Regions from separate parts of the Mus musculus genome. Here region 2 is linked to region 1. A link is a contact called in public HiChIP or PLAC-seq data. All regions are on one chromosome and are shown on one strand. The core of a region is the stretch at or near the end of the contact, and the rest is flanking DNA. Distances in the headings are between cores, read along the strand shown.

Region 1 (6,124 bases), core at 2,707-5,206:
AGCTGGTCTTGCTGTCTGACTGTGGCTTGCCCCTCCTGTAAGCCTGTGTGTCAGTACTTCTGGGAGACTAGTTTTCTCCGGAAGAATATTGGGTATGGAGAGCTGTGGCACAGCGTCAGCTCTGAGGCGCAGAAGCAAACCGGAAGGATCCTGTCCCAGACTGTTCCTTGGTTCCCATGTTTTGATAGTGCTGGCCGGGTCCCTCTTAAGCCAGGAATTAAAACAGAAATGGTGATCTCACCTGTGTTCTCTGGTTTGTCAGCACTCCTGGGAGAGCAGCTCTCTTCCAACGGGACTGTGGTATGGAGAGCTGTGGTACAGGTTCAGCTCTGGGCACATATGGAAAGTGGAAGGATCCTATCTCAGGTAGAAATAACATTTTTTGATAGAATACTTACTGTTCAAATGTAGTATCTTGATTTCATAAGAGGACAGTACACAATGGAAACATTTCTAAGATTCTTCCTAAATTTAATTTTAGAAAGGCAATTGAGATGGTATTCTATGTTTATGAATATTATTTTATGAAGCAGGTATTCATTTGTATTTACATGAGCTGTCGTCCCCTCTCTTTGGTCTACTCATCATCTAAGTCCTTGGTGTTCAGTAGATTTCCTACTGCGTGTGCTCTATTTAGAGTCCAGTTTCAGGGACTGCTAAGTACACTATCGGGGAGGAAGGATCATCTTCCAGTGTAGCTTCCAGTGCCTCTTTAATTCTCCAGCGAATGCCAAGGACCAAATGCCCTGGGTTTGGTGAGTGATTAGGTGACTGGGAGCACCCTAGTCTCTATCTATTCTGTTGTGCTTAATTATTTTTCCATGACAATGGCTTTCAGATTCTACCCTTTATCTTTATTTTTCCATAGTAATTCTAGGGAGCAACCTTAAGAAATAGGTTTGGAGTTTAGTAGGTAAGTTATATATTTTTAATTTGGATGATTGAAATGTACTGGGTCTGATCTCATGCGTATGATCATCTTTATCTAAAACTATACTTAGGATCATCTATGGCTATATTTATATATTTTCTTCTTAATGTGATTTCCACTACCATGGGAACAACTAATCCTTGAATATATGGTGAATTAAATATATATTTTCGTATGTTAACTGTATTTTGTCTTTGAGACTGGTGTTAAGGTCCATCCTAGACAGTTTGTTAGAATTTGTGAGATTTAGTTTTAAAGAGCTTCCTTAATGCTTCAGCTGTATATCTTAACATTCAGGTACAATGGAAAAGGTGCTTAGAACAACTTCTGATGCTCCTTAAGCCTCCTCATTGTGTTTTTCTAATTAGAAGATCAAAGGAGAAATGAAAAGTGCCCTGTTACAATTAAATACATTGCTAAAAATTTGTTTTCTTCTTGGTATTTCATTAGCGATAGAGAAGTTGGCTTCAAAATGGTTATTATGAATTTTTATTAGTATGTAATATATATTTTAAACATTTGCCATTCATTTTATGTATTGTTAATCATTATTTATAAAGTTGCTCAATAATTTTGATAACTGAAATATTTATGTTAATAAAATATTAAAGATATAATAATGCTGTGGAAGTGTTTCTTTAAGATAAGAACAGACTACATCTGAGAAAATTGTGTAATAGATTGCATTTTTTGTAGTTCAAAATAACAACGTTCATATATGTCATTCAGTACTTTTTTTCATGTTCTGTAAACATGATTTCAGTATTTTACCATTGATAGCTCTGACCATATTGTATTTATAAAGGTTTATGTCTAGATATGCATGCATGTATATGTACAGACAGATGCATACTGGAAACTTAAAAGTTGCACTAAAGGATACCAAGCTATCAGGTGCTACGGAAATGGGATTTTATTCACATTGTAATTTTTTTATGTATGCTATTGCACTACACAGACACATAGAACATGAAAATACAATGACATTTAAAGGAAAATTTTATGTTGTGATTTGTCAGTTCAAAGCATCCTTTGTTCCACACACAAAAAATTGAGATAGCTATATTGTTATCCTACAATGCTCTGCACTGCAAGGAGTACCTTGGCAGATGATATCTTCGACTCTGGTGTCTCTATTCTCCTCCCTTATTCTAAGATAAGATAGACATCACGGACATTACTGTACCCTAAATGAAGTGACTTAAACAGTAAGACTGTGGCTGCAAACTCCAGCAAGGCTGCACTGTGTTTTCGCACAGAAGGACACAAGCAGCATAGTAGGAAAAGTCTGCTGTGGTACAAGATCAATGGTCTCACCAGACTCCAAGAGCAACACATTCAAAATGAATTTCTTTAGTGTTGAAAGTAGAATCAAATAATGTTTTATTTGTGCAAGTGAAAGATGCATTTACAGTCAACTTTTAGTAATATGTTAAATAGAAAACTATAAAACTTTCATGTGGGTATTATAAAACTGAAGGACATGTTATGTCTGTTTTTCTAAATTGATATCCCTCTTAGATTGAGGAATTTGTTAAAAATAGGTTCTCATGAACGAGGAGAAGGGAGATAGAGGCAGAGCTGGAGTCATGTTAGTCTTTTAGACATGCATAAAACAGTTTTATCTTTTGAACAGCTGAAGCACTGACTCTACTTATGACTAATATGGCATAAATCTAATGCTAATCATTTTAACTAATTATTTGATCCGCCATCTTTAAGTCCTTGATTGCTATTATAGACAATCTAAGTTTTTTCACAAAGCTATCCAAAGTTTGTTCTTTCTTAGACATTCATAGGTAAGTGGAGACATTTAATAACATTACATTAAACATTGATATTTTTCCTCTGCCAACTGTTTAAATTTTTTTCTTAAAGTTTGGTAATGAATGAGAGCAGATAGAGTGATACTTAAGCTCTTATTCAGGGAAATTTATGAATTACCAAAGTCTGGAGAAGAAATATGTAAGATATTTATTAAGTAAGTTTCTGCTTCCAAGTGCATGCTGTAGTCAGTGGAGGCTGAGGGTGGTAACTGGTGCCTCTGAATTTTTCACTCTGCTATTTTCTTTTTTATATCCTGTGTGTACATGTATGTACATATTTATGTGGGGGGGTATATGTGTGTGTGTGTGTGTGTAGCTCTTACTCAATTGTTTTTATTTTTGTCATTACTGTTAAGCATTTTTACAATTTGTTGATATGTATTGTATCTTATATAGAATAGCATTTAGAGAATAGCTTCAAAAGTGTTTAACTCTTTCCTATCATATCCATGTCCTAGTTTCATAGTGTGCGTGGGCACGGGCACACACACAACCACATTCACACACATGCACACACAACCACATTCACACACACGCACACACAACCACATTCACACACACACACAACCACATTCACACACACACACAGAACCACATACACACACACACACACAAATCTAGTTTTTTTTTTAATATGAGAGAAAACATGCATCATTTGTTTTTCTAAATCACTTATTTTGTATCAGTTGAATATCTATAAAATTTTAAGGAAATTGTGTCTCTAATAATCTTAGGCTTGTTAATGTTATGAATCTAGAGAAAGCTTCCCCACTGAAGTAAGAAAAAGTTAGAAGACCCCCCCTTCTGCAGCCTCTTTGCACTCACAGACTAAGTCGTGCACCTGCTGGGGGCCTTTGAGCCTGCAACACTGAGTTATTTGGGAGACAGTTTTGCTGGAGAGTTAATACAGGAAGGTTAGGAAAACCAGAGTAAGTGAATCTGGACTAGATATGAGTTTTGGCATGGTCATGGCTTTGTTGAGGACTCACAACCCTTGGGACAATTGGCAATGCCATTACCCATGTGGCCCATGCTCAAGAGAAATGGCAAAGTTTTTGTTGGAAGTCTGAGTGTGAGTTTGCACAACTGATCACTGTGTACAAAGACTAGTAACTCCAGCTTCCTCCTCTGTTTGTTTCTGGCCTGAGACTGCCGTCCCACAGAGCTACCTTCTGAGAGTAGCTAACCCCTCTCCTTGTGTGTGGGGCACTGGGCTATGCACAGACAGGCTGGTCGCCAGTAGAGCTGAGATGCTGAACCCTGGGATCTGGTGGTCATAATTCACCTACAGGGGACAGAAGGAGTTCTTTCATGCTCCTGGAACTGTGGCTCCTAACTAAGTTACCGTTCCCCACAGACCCCTCAAGAGAAGCATGACTAGAAGTCACTTAGGCAATGTCCCAAGCTTCTGACCTTCAGGATAGACTCCTCCCCAGTTACCTAGCAACAGAAAAGATAGCAGCTCACTTTAAAAGGGGCTGTTTGGCCCCTCCTTGCTCTCTCACTTCTCTCTCTCCCATAACCCGGGGGCTACAGGGTGTGGCCCCGGGGCCCCCAGGTTGAGTTGCCCCTTGCTGCCCCCCACTCCGGTCAAGTGGGTCAGAGGCTTGGATGCCCACCTGGGGCTGAGTGGAAAGCATCTGCCAGCCCTTCCTTGTCTGCCTGTCCAGAGCATAGGTGGAGCCCTGGCAGGATGTGGGTCCTCCCTTCCCCCTCTTTTCCTAGGCCCCTTTTTAGTTCTCACACTTGTGTTGTATGTAATAAAGAGGTTGAGGTTCCAGGCTGTGTGGTGCTGGTTAGAGAACCCTACCTGATCCCATCTTCACTGAACATGTAATCTGTCGTTTTTCTCATTTCTTTACTACTCTTAGTCCCAGATCCAGGATCCAATTCACACAGGACACAAGACACTACACATTATCTTTATCTACAATGATTATATATACATAATACTACATTATATAATAATTCATTATCAACATGATATGTTTTAATAATTTTATATTAAATATATGTGATATAGTATTAACATAATATTCATACTATATTATACTCTACTATTATATATATAATCTGTGCACATGGAGGGTATTGTTACCTAGTCAGTTTTCAGTTTCGCTCGACAACTTTCCCTGTCACCACTGTCATTATAGTCGTGCAATAATAATATGAATAATCCATATTGTTCTTTATTGTGATAAAAACTTATAGCAGGTACATTGTCTTCAAGCACTAATACCTGCTATGGATTTATAATCTTCTAAGTTGAATAATAATGTGCACACTTTCACATCTCACTAATGAAGAGACATGACTGACTTCTAAGTAACCACTTGTTTACCACATATAGCTATGTATGTACCACAGTGCACACATTTTTCTCTGAAAGTTCTAGTTTCCTGTATTTCAAATCTTACTCAATTTGTTCTTTAAGGAAACTGTGTAGCCACCATTTGTTTGTTTTTCTTTACCTTGTTTGTATCAATCTCTATATATTTGACTTAAGGGCAGTCATTCCATTCTTCTGCCTGACTTTACTGCTGTGTCTCTTATGCCTCTGTGGAATAATTTAGTTCCCCCTCCCTGCCCTAGACTAGCTGCTGCTGCTTTTGTCAGACGGCTGCAGACTACCTGCTAACTCGCCTACATGGGAAACATGGGACTTTCTGACAAATTCCAGAAGACTTGTGCCTGGCTTGCTTCACTTTGGCTTCTCTTGCTACCCCTGAACGTGCTTCTGATATCCCTTTCTGTTTTGCTTGTTTTCTGCTACTGCACTTTTAAAATAGGGAAATAGAGCATAAATAACTTCAATTTGTAAACTAATATCAGAGGAAATTTTGTATAAATTAAAAATCTAGGAATAGATCCAGTTATATAATCATCTGGTGACTACTCTTAGGTTTTTGTTTTTGTTTTCCTCAAGAGCCAGTGGAAATGTTAAGTGAAGCCTGGCCCCTCTCGTTATTTACCTGTGGTCATTACACTGAACCTTGGGTCTTCTCAGTTTCCCCTCTACCTGCAGTGTCTTCTGACTCCGTGAGTGCACATAAAATCTGTGAAGCATGCAATTCAAACCAGAGTGTAGAGGAACAGGGTAGCAATAACATTCATGGCATCTCAGGAATGTTCAAGTTTCATTAAATTTAAACTGTATGTGTTTGCCACCCCAAACATATTTTGAAAACTTATCTCCACCCTAGAGCTCTCAGTGACTGAGAAGAGGCTGCTCTTCCCCTCACAATGACCTCCTCCCGAAATGTCTGGCTGTCTCAGATAATCTTTGATCTAATGAAGGCTCAGGATAAATACTGAGGCTTTGGCCAATTATTACTCTTTTTCTTGGCTTTTGTTAGGCTGAGCAATA
Region 2 (6,124 bases), core at 1,658-4,157, 360 kb after region 1:
AAAGAATCTTCAGTTGTCCTTTGTTGTCTACAATCAAAATGAAACAAGGCAACAGGCCTGTCTTTGGAGGTGTCCCTCCTTCCCTCCTCTCCGAAGGACCCTGAAGTCCCAGCCCCAAGGTCCCGCTGCACTCCGAGAGCCCTGCCAGGCATTTCCAGATACTTCCACTGCAATGCTTTGCTCCCCCAGACTCATTTCCTGTCTCCTTAATGTGCTGTAAACTTCTCTTCTCTCCACAGACCTGTGCCAAGACGTAAATATTGATCAGAGGGGTGTGTGTGCGCGATTTCTTAAGAATGGAAAACAAGCCTTCCTGCAACAAGAGTTCCCAAGACAACTGAATTATTTATAGTGAGATTGGCCCCAAGGAGTAAGGCCTCACAGAGTACTGCAAGTCACTCAAGAAAGCAGAACTTGGGGAGGTGGGGACCAGGAGTGTGAAAAACTCATAACTCATTTCTCTGAGGTGCAGAGGGACATGCGTAAGAATGGCTACAGGAACAGGGTTGAGGGAGGAGGCAGGCTGAGGGTTTGGCAGTCAAGTCTGCAACAGGTCCAGCTGGAATGGCTTGGTAGCCAGGAGGCTGTGGTGATGCCTGCTTTCCTGCAGTCCCTTCCCAGGGCTTTGCAGTGGCAGGGGACTGGCACAGGCTGTATAATGTGCCAGGTGCTTGCTCACTCACTCCCTTCCGGCTCTGTGTTGGCTACTCTGTGCTTTCGCCTCTGCCTCACCACATCCCTTCAACTCTACTGCTGACCGCATCTCCACAGTGACTCAGTTCCCTGCTGATCAGTGCAGGCTATTGGAACCTAAACCACCGTAAAACATGGTGTCCAGAGCTATCAGTAGCTGGACAGATATTCTCTTTCGGGTGAAAAGGATTCTGTCCTCTCTGAGAATGTGGGTTCTTTGTGTGTCCTGTTTGGGGCATGGAGAACCTTCTGACTTACATTTGCATCACAACATTTGCGTTACAACAGTTATTTACAAATAGACTGGGGTTTACATCTTGAGTCACCAAATGCCATCACGTTGGGCAATTGCTAAACCTCTCTGAGTTTTGGCTTTCTCATTGTAATTAGAAGCAGTGCCTTCTCAGAAGCTTGTAGGCAGAATAAGGTGATAGAGTCCACACAGAGCTTATAGCCCTGGTACAGGCACATAATATCATAAAGGCCTAATAGGGGTTTACCATTTAGGAACTATTGAGCACATTTAAGGTTTCATTAGAGGAAAACCCAGAGGTCCTGTGTTCTTCTGGAGACTACATTCTGTTATAAGGCCAAAATAACAAAACAAACAAATAAAAACACACTTTGAAAACACCGAGCTAATATGCTCTGCCCCTCTAGCTTTTATACAAACACCCTTGTCTCAAGAGTCCTAAGGGCCTGGCCGCATGCACTTTGTAGGTTTACAGGCCCCACTGATTCACCACAGATGACTCTTACAACAGACGCAGCCCCGACCATGAACACAGTGGTTGCGTTTACTTTCATTACGCAGCACAGCCCTCTTCTCCTTGTTCACTAAATTGTTTGCCCAAGACATCCAATGCAGAGTTCCCAAGCTGCTTCCTGAACTGCTCTGTGCAGCTGTTCAGGGCCAAAGGGTCTGGTTCCATGCCCTGCAAACAGCAGGTGCTCAATAAATGATGGCAGGGTCTCTCTGTTTATAAGACTTGTCCACAGAAAGAAGTAAAAGGAGAGAATTGGTTTGACAAAAAGAAATCTAATTATTATATTGTGTGGCTTCTGGTTCCAACCCAGCGTGAGGAAGTTGGAAAGGAAGAGGGAGAAAGCCCGGTGAGGAAGAACAGGAGGGGATGCCTCTGGACTAACACAGAGAGCCAGGGCATTATACATAGTGCCTGAGTTGTATCAACTTGACAGATGGGCATTAGAGTCATCAGAGAGGAAGGAGCCTCAGGTGAGAAAATGCCTCCATGAGATCCAGCTGTAAGGCATTTTCTGAATTAGAGACCAAGGTGGGGAGGGCCCTCCATTGTGGGTAGTGCCATCCCTGGGCTGGTGGGCCTGGATTCTATAAGAGAGCAGTCTGAGCAGGCCACGTGAAGCAAGTCAGTAAGCAGCACCCTTCCATGGCCTCTGCACCAACTGCAAGTAGGAAGCCTAACAAAGACATTAGTTTTTAACTCTTCTTGCATAGAAAATAATCTTAGCTACTGCATTTTATCAGTAGAAGAACTGAAACTGAGAACGTTTCTATGTCTTGCTCAGCTGGTTCAAATGCAGCTTTTGTAGCCTCCCAGCTTTTGACAAAGCCCCCAGTTCTCCCTCTTCCTACAGAGGGAGAAGAGTTCCTGCTGAGATGTAGCTGTCACTCTGCTTCCATCTCCCATGCTCCAAATGTATCCCTGCTCATTTCACTCGTGGTGCCCACATCCTGGCCTTCATCCACTGACGTCTCCAAGATGGCTGAATGCTCTCATCTGTGCCTGGGTTTGAACCACCTCCCTTTTCATAGCTTCCATTCTGCCACCACTAAGGGCTTGGTTCTCTCAGATGTCGTGAACTTCAAGGAAAGAACAAAACGGCCTAGGCTTTCTGGGCAGCCATTTTTATTGACTCATCACCTTGCCAGCAATGGGCACTGGCATTTGCAGACTGTGTAGGGCTTGGGTAATGTAAGACCCAAAGAGCCTTACATCCAGGATGTCCAACTCACAGAAACTAGGAGACTGAGATTGCTGCAACAAGCAAGAGGCTTATTGATCCAGAACACTGGGGCTGTCCTGCAATCAGGGCAGAGGCAAGTCCAAGTCTCCTAAGCACACACTTTTTATACAGTTTAAGGGTAGGCCTTGATTACAACAAGAGTGTTTAAGCCCACTGTTTGCTGGATCTGACCTTTTCATTCCCCCTTTAGAAATGGTAATTAGCCTCTCCCTTCCAGGGAGGCAAGTGTTTCTGAGACCTTCCCTAAGCAGCATTGATGGCCTTGGGGGAGGTGAGGTCTTAGTCACCAGAAGAGGGGACTGAAACTTTCTTGGTCATTATTTGCACCTGCCTTACCTTCAGAGCTTCCATGTAAAGCTTGTTTTGCTGGGTCATTCCGGGAAGGGAGCTTTCTATCGGAAGATCACCAGGAAGGTCTTTCAGCAGACATCTTATTAAGGTCACACATTCCCACAGTATCATGGGCCTCAGGGTACTCCCAGGGAGACTCTTGGTTTTTGTTTGTTTGTTTGTTTGTTTGTTTTTGTCACGTGAATGAAGAAACTGAGGTTTAGGAAGATCAATCAAACTTCATAAGGAAAAAGAGCTTGGTCTCCCAGGCCATCTGGAATATACAAAGGGAGTCTCATGTGCATTTCCAAGGACTTAGCTGGAGCCCACGTGACTTTCCTCTCTCTTAGAGAGCTGTGTAGCTCCAGGATTGGTGTCTGCTTCACAGAAGACTCTCTCACTTCATTTGTATCCACTGAAGAACTGGGCAGGAATTCCTTTATTTCCTCTCTTATTTAAAAACTGTGAAGTATCCACGGAGTGCCCATAACTGACCACACACTGTGCTGGGTGTGAGGGAGAGCCAGTGAGCTAGACAAGCCCCTCCTGAATGACCTTTCAGCTTCTGGAGGGAGGAGGGAGGAGGGATGAGGGAGGAGACAGAGAAGTGAAGCTATCATCTATCTCAGTCCCTCAGTGAGTGTGCTTGGGGGAATTGGCTTCAGCAGTGTGATTCTGAAGTCTGGGGATGTTGACCCCACTGACCTAGGATGACATCATGTTAACTACCCATGCTCACCCTCCCTTACACTATTACACTTGAACCCAACTCCTGATCACTTTTATCTCCTAATGAGAAGTAAATGCTGTGTAGCATCCACAGATACGAAGGATAACGGTACGCTGCAGGAGTTAAGGCATCCTGTGGACTGGATGCTGGGCCCTTCCATGGAGCTGCATAAAAGAAGGACCATCCTACCTAGGAAAGCATCCAGGAGACAGTGACATTTCCAGTGAACAGTAAATGCTGTGTGAGGATTGACTTCTGGGTAAGAAAGCAGCTTACTTACTCACTGGTAAAGGAGTCTGTGTTCTAATGTAGAGCTGCCTTTGTCAAACAAAGTGTATGGATAAGGGGCTGGAGAGATGGCTCAGCAGTTAAGAGCACTGACTGCTCTTCCAGAGGACCTGAGTTCAATTCCCAGCAACCATGTGGTGGCTCACAACCATCGGTAAATGGGACCTGATGCCCTCTTCTGGTGTGTCTGAAGAGAGTGATGGTGTACTCATATACATAAAATAAATAAATAGATAAATAAGTCTTTTTAAAAAGTGTAGGGATAAAAAAATAATAAAACGTTTTGCAGTATCTTTTAACCTGAGGGAAAAAAGAATTGGAGTTTAATTGAGCTGAAGATTTCTCTTCAGGTGCAGCTTACCATCCTTTCTTCTGGGCGCTGAGATCAAATGACGCTGAGCTCCGCCCATCCTTCCTTAAAGGAACCACACATCCTCTCCTGGGCTCTTACTCCAGAGTGTGGGTACATCCAAAGAGAAGCCCAGCTTTGCCGCACAGAGGGACCAAGGCACAAGAAAGGACTTGGGAGGAACAGATCAACATGATATCCTCATGCGATGCCAGTTCCATCGAATCCCCTCAAATCCTGAATCTATCCATATGATTGGATATTTTGCTTCGGACTCATTTAATGGTGGAGTACTGGATCTGGTTTCTTTAGACCCATCATGGGACTTGACTTACAGGTGACACTGATACACAAGAAATCACGTTCTCTCGTCATGACCAATCCAGGGTCCTAGTCCCACCTACTAGGTAGAGGGACACACATGGAACTCAGACACTAGAATACAGAATGAAGCTCCCAATGTTTATTAATTGTGGTGAAATGTAAAATCACAGTGATTTTTTTCAAACAAATATAGACATTAAAACAAAACAAATAAAACCTTTACACTGGAAAGAAATCTTTAAGGATCCAAAGAAAGAAATCTAGTGTACAGAAAGATGGCATTTGAAAGGAATCTCCAGTGAGTCTTCACGCAGACGTCCCGTCCCAGTAATGCTCATTTATATCTTCAGTCTTCCACAGCAACAAAGGCACAGTGAGGCAGACAGCTATTGCTTTTGAGAGAAAAATCAAAGAGGCCTAGAGCAATGATTTTTCCTAAAGGATCTTGGGGAGTTGAAATAGCAGGTGTTTCTCCAGGGGTTGGCGGCATGGCGGGAAGAGGCGCCTCAGAGCCTTTGCTCTGCCTTTGCCTTTGAAGAGAATAAAAGGCACTCAGTGTAACATTCTCTCTCACAAAGAGACACTGGATTCAAGCTAGTGCCAAGAAACGTTCTAATCAAAGTAAACACTAAGCCGGCTCCTACAAAAGCTCGGATAGCACGTGATCACATCCAACCCCAATGCCTTTCTCTTGCTAATCTCCTGAATTTTAAATATGATCTTTCTGAACCACACAAATAATTCCTGAAATGTGGAAATGACAGAAAATCTGAAGCTTGAGGCTGGTGGTAGGAAAAAAAAAAGACAATATTCAACAATGAGAGAGCACTCTGCAGGTGGGAGCCAGGTCTGTAATGTCTCGGTGCTCGTTATCCAAATCTCCATGGTCACAAGGCTCAAGCAGGGATGCACAGGTCGTCAAATGGGAATGTGTGCAGTGGCAGGGTATGTAGAAAACCAGACCTGTGTCCAGCAGTGCTCCAACTGACACACACTATACCCCCCATCCACCCGGTCAACTTCTAACAGCAACATCTGACCCTTTGACATCGCCCTATGACATTTGTCCTCTCTAAAGTTTACACTTGAGAAATGTACAATCAAGTTCCCAAGGAAGCAACTGATTTTGGGTTAGGCTGTACTACCAACCTGTGACCCACAGGTTGTAAACCGGACATGCATGCTGGCCTAAGTCTCCCCCAGATTGCTACATGTTGACGCATATAAATATACATCACAAGTATGTAATTTTCACCATCAAATGGTGAAAATGTGCATTTTACTGAGTCAATAGAAGTGACCTCATAGAGACACTAAAACTGTAGCACTGTCCTTTAATACTGATTCGGCAGAGGAGGAACAGAAAGCAATGGAGGGAAAGAAACAGAAAAATAGACGGAAAT

What was found. HiChIP or PLAC-seq counts read pairs in DNA pulled down with a chosen protein or histone mark.
Region 2: an H3K27ac HiChIP or PLAC-seq map of embryonic stem cells shows a contact between it and region 1, with 5 read pairs. The contact joins two enhancer-like sites. A contact is called at or near these places in 2 of 39 promoter capture datasets (the C10 cell line and cranial neural crest), 1 of 484 Hi-C or Micro-C datasets (nephron progenitors), 1 of 115 datasets of contacts at active chromatin or transcription factors (embryonic stem cells) and 3 of 9 other capture datasets (adipose tissue, embryonic stem cells and liver).

The regions. Positions count from the first base shown.
Region 1 is chr15:39,418,970-39,425,093 of GRCm38.p6, forward strand. The region is part of intron 5 of Rims2 (regulating synaptic membrane exocytosis 2); the gene reads left to right. Among named protein-coding and RNA genes, the nearest start is that of Rims2, 220 kb to the left of the region's middle. Within about 2 kb of position 3,957, at least 3 of the 459 cell types and tissues checked have an H3K27ac peak or open chromatin away from gene starts, as enhancers often do. A contact at or near this core is called in embryonic stem cells, where this site is marked.
Region 2 is chr15:39,777,859-39,783,982 of GRCm38.p6, forward strand. It overlaps Dpys (dihydropyrimidinase), which reads right to left. Exons shown (of 10, transcript NM_001164466.1): 10 at 4,839-5,251. Among named protein-coding and RNA genes, the nearest start is that of Gm16291, 16 kb to the right of the region's middle. Within about 2 kb of position 2,908, at least 19 of the 459 cell types and tissues checked have an H3K27ac peak or open chromatin away from gene starts, as enhancers often do. A contact at or near this core is called in embryonic stem cells, where this site is marked.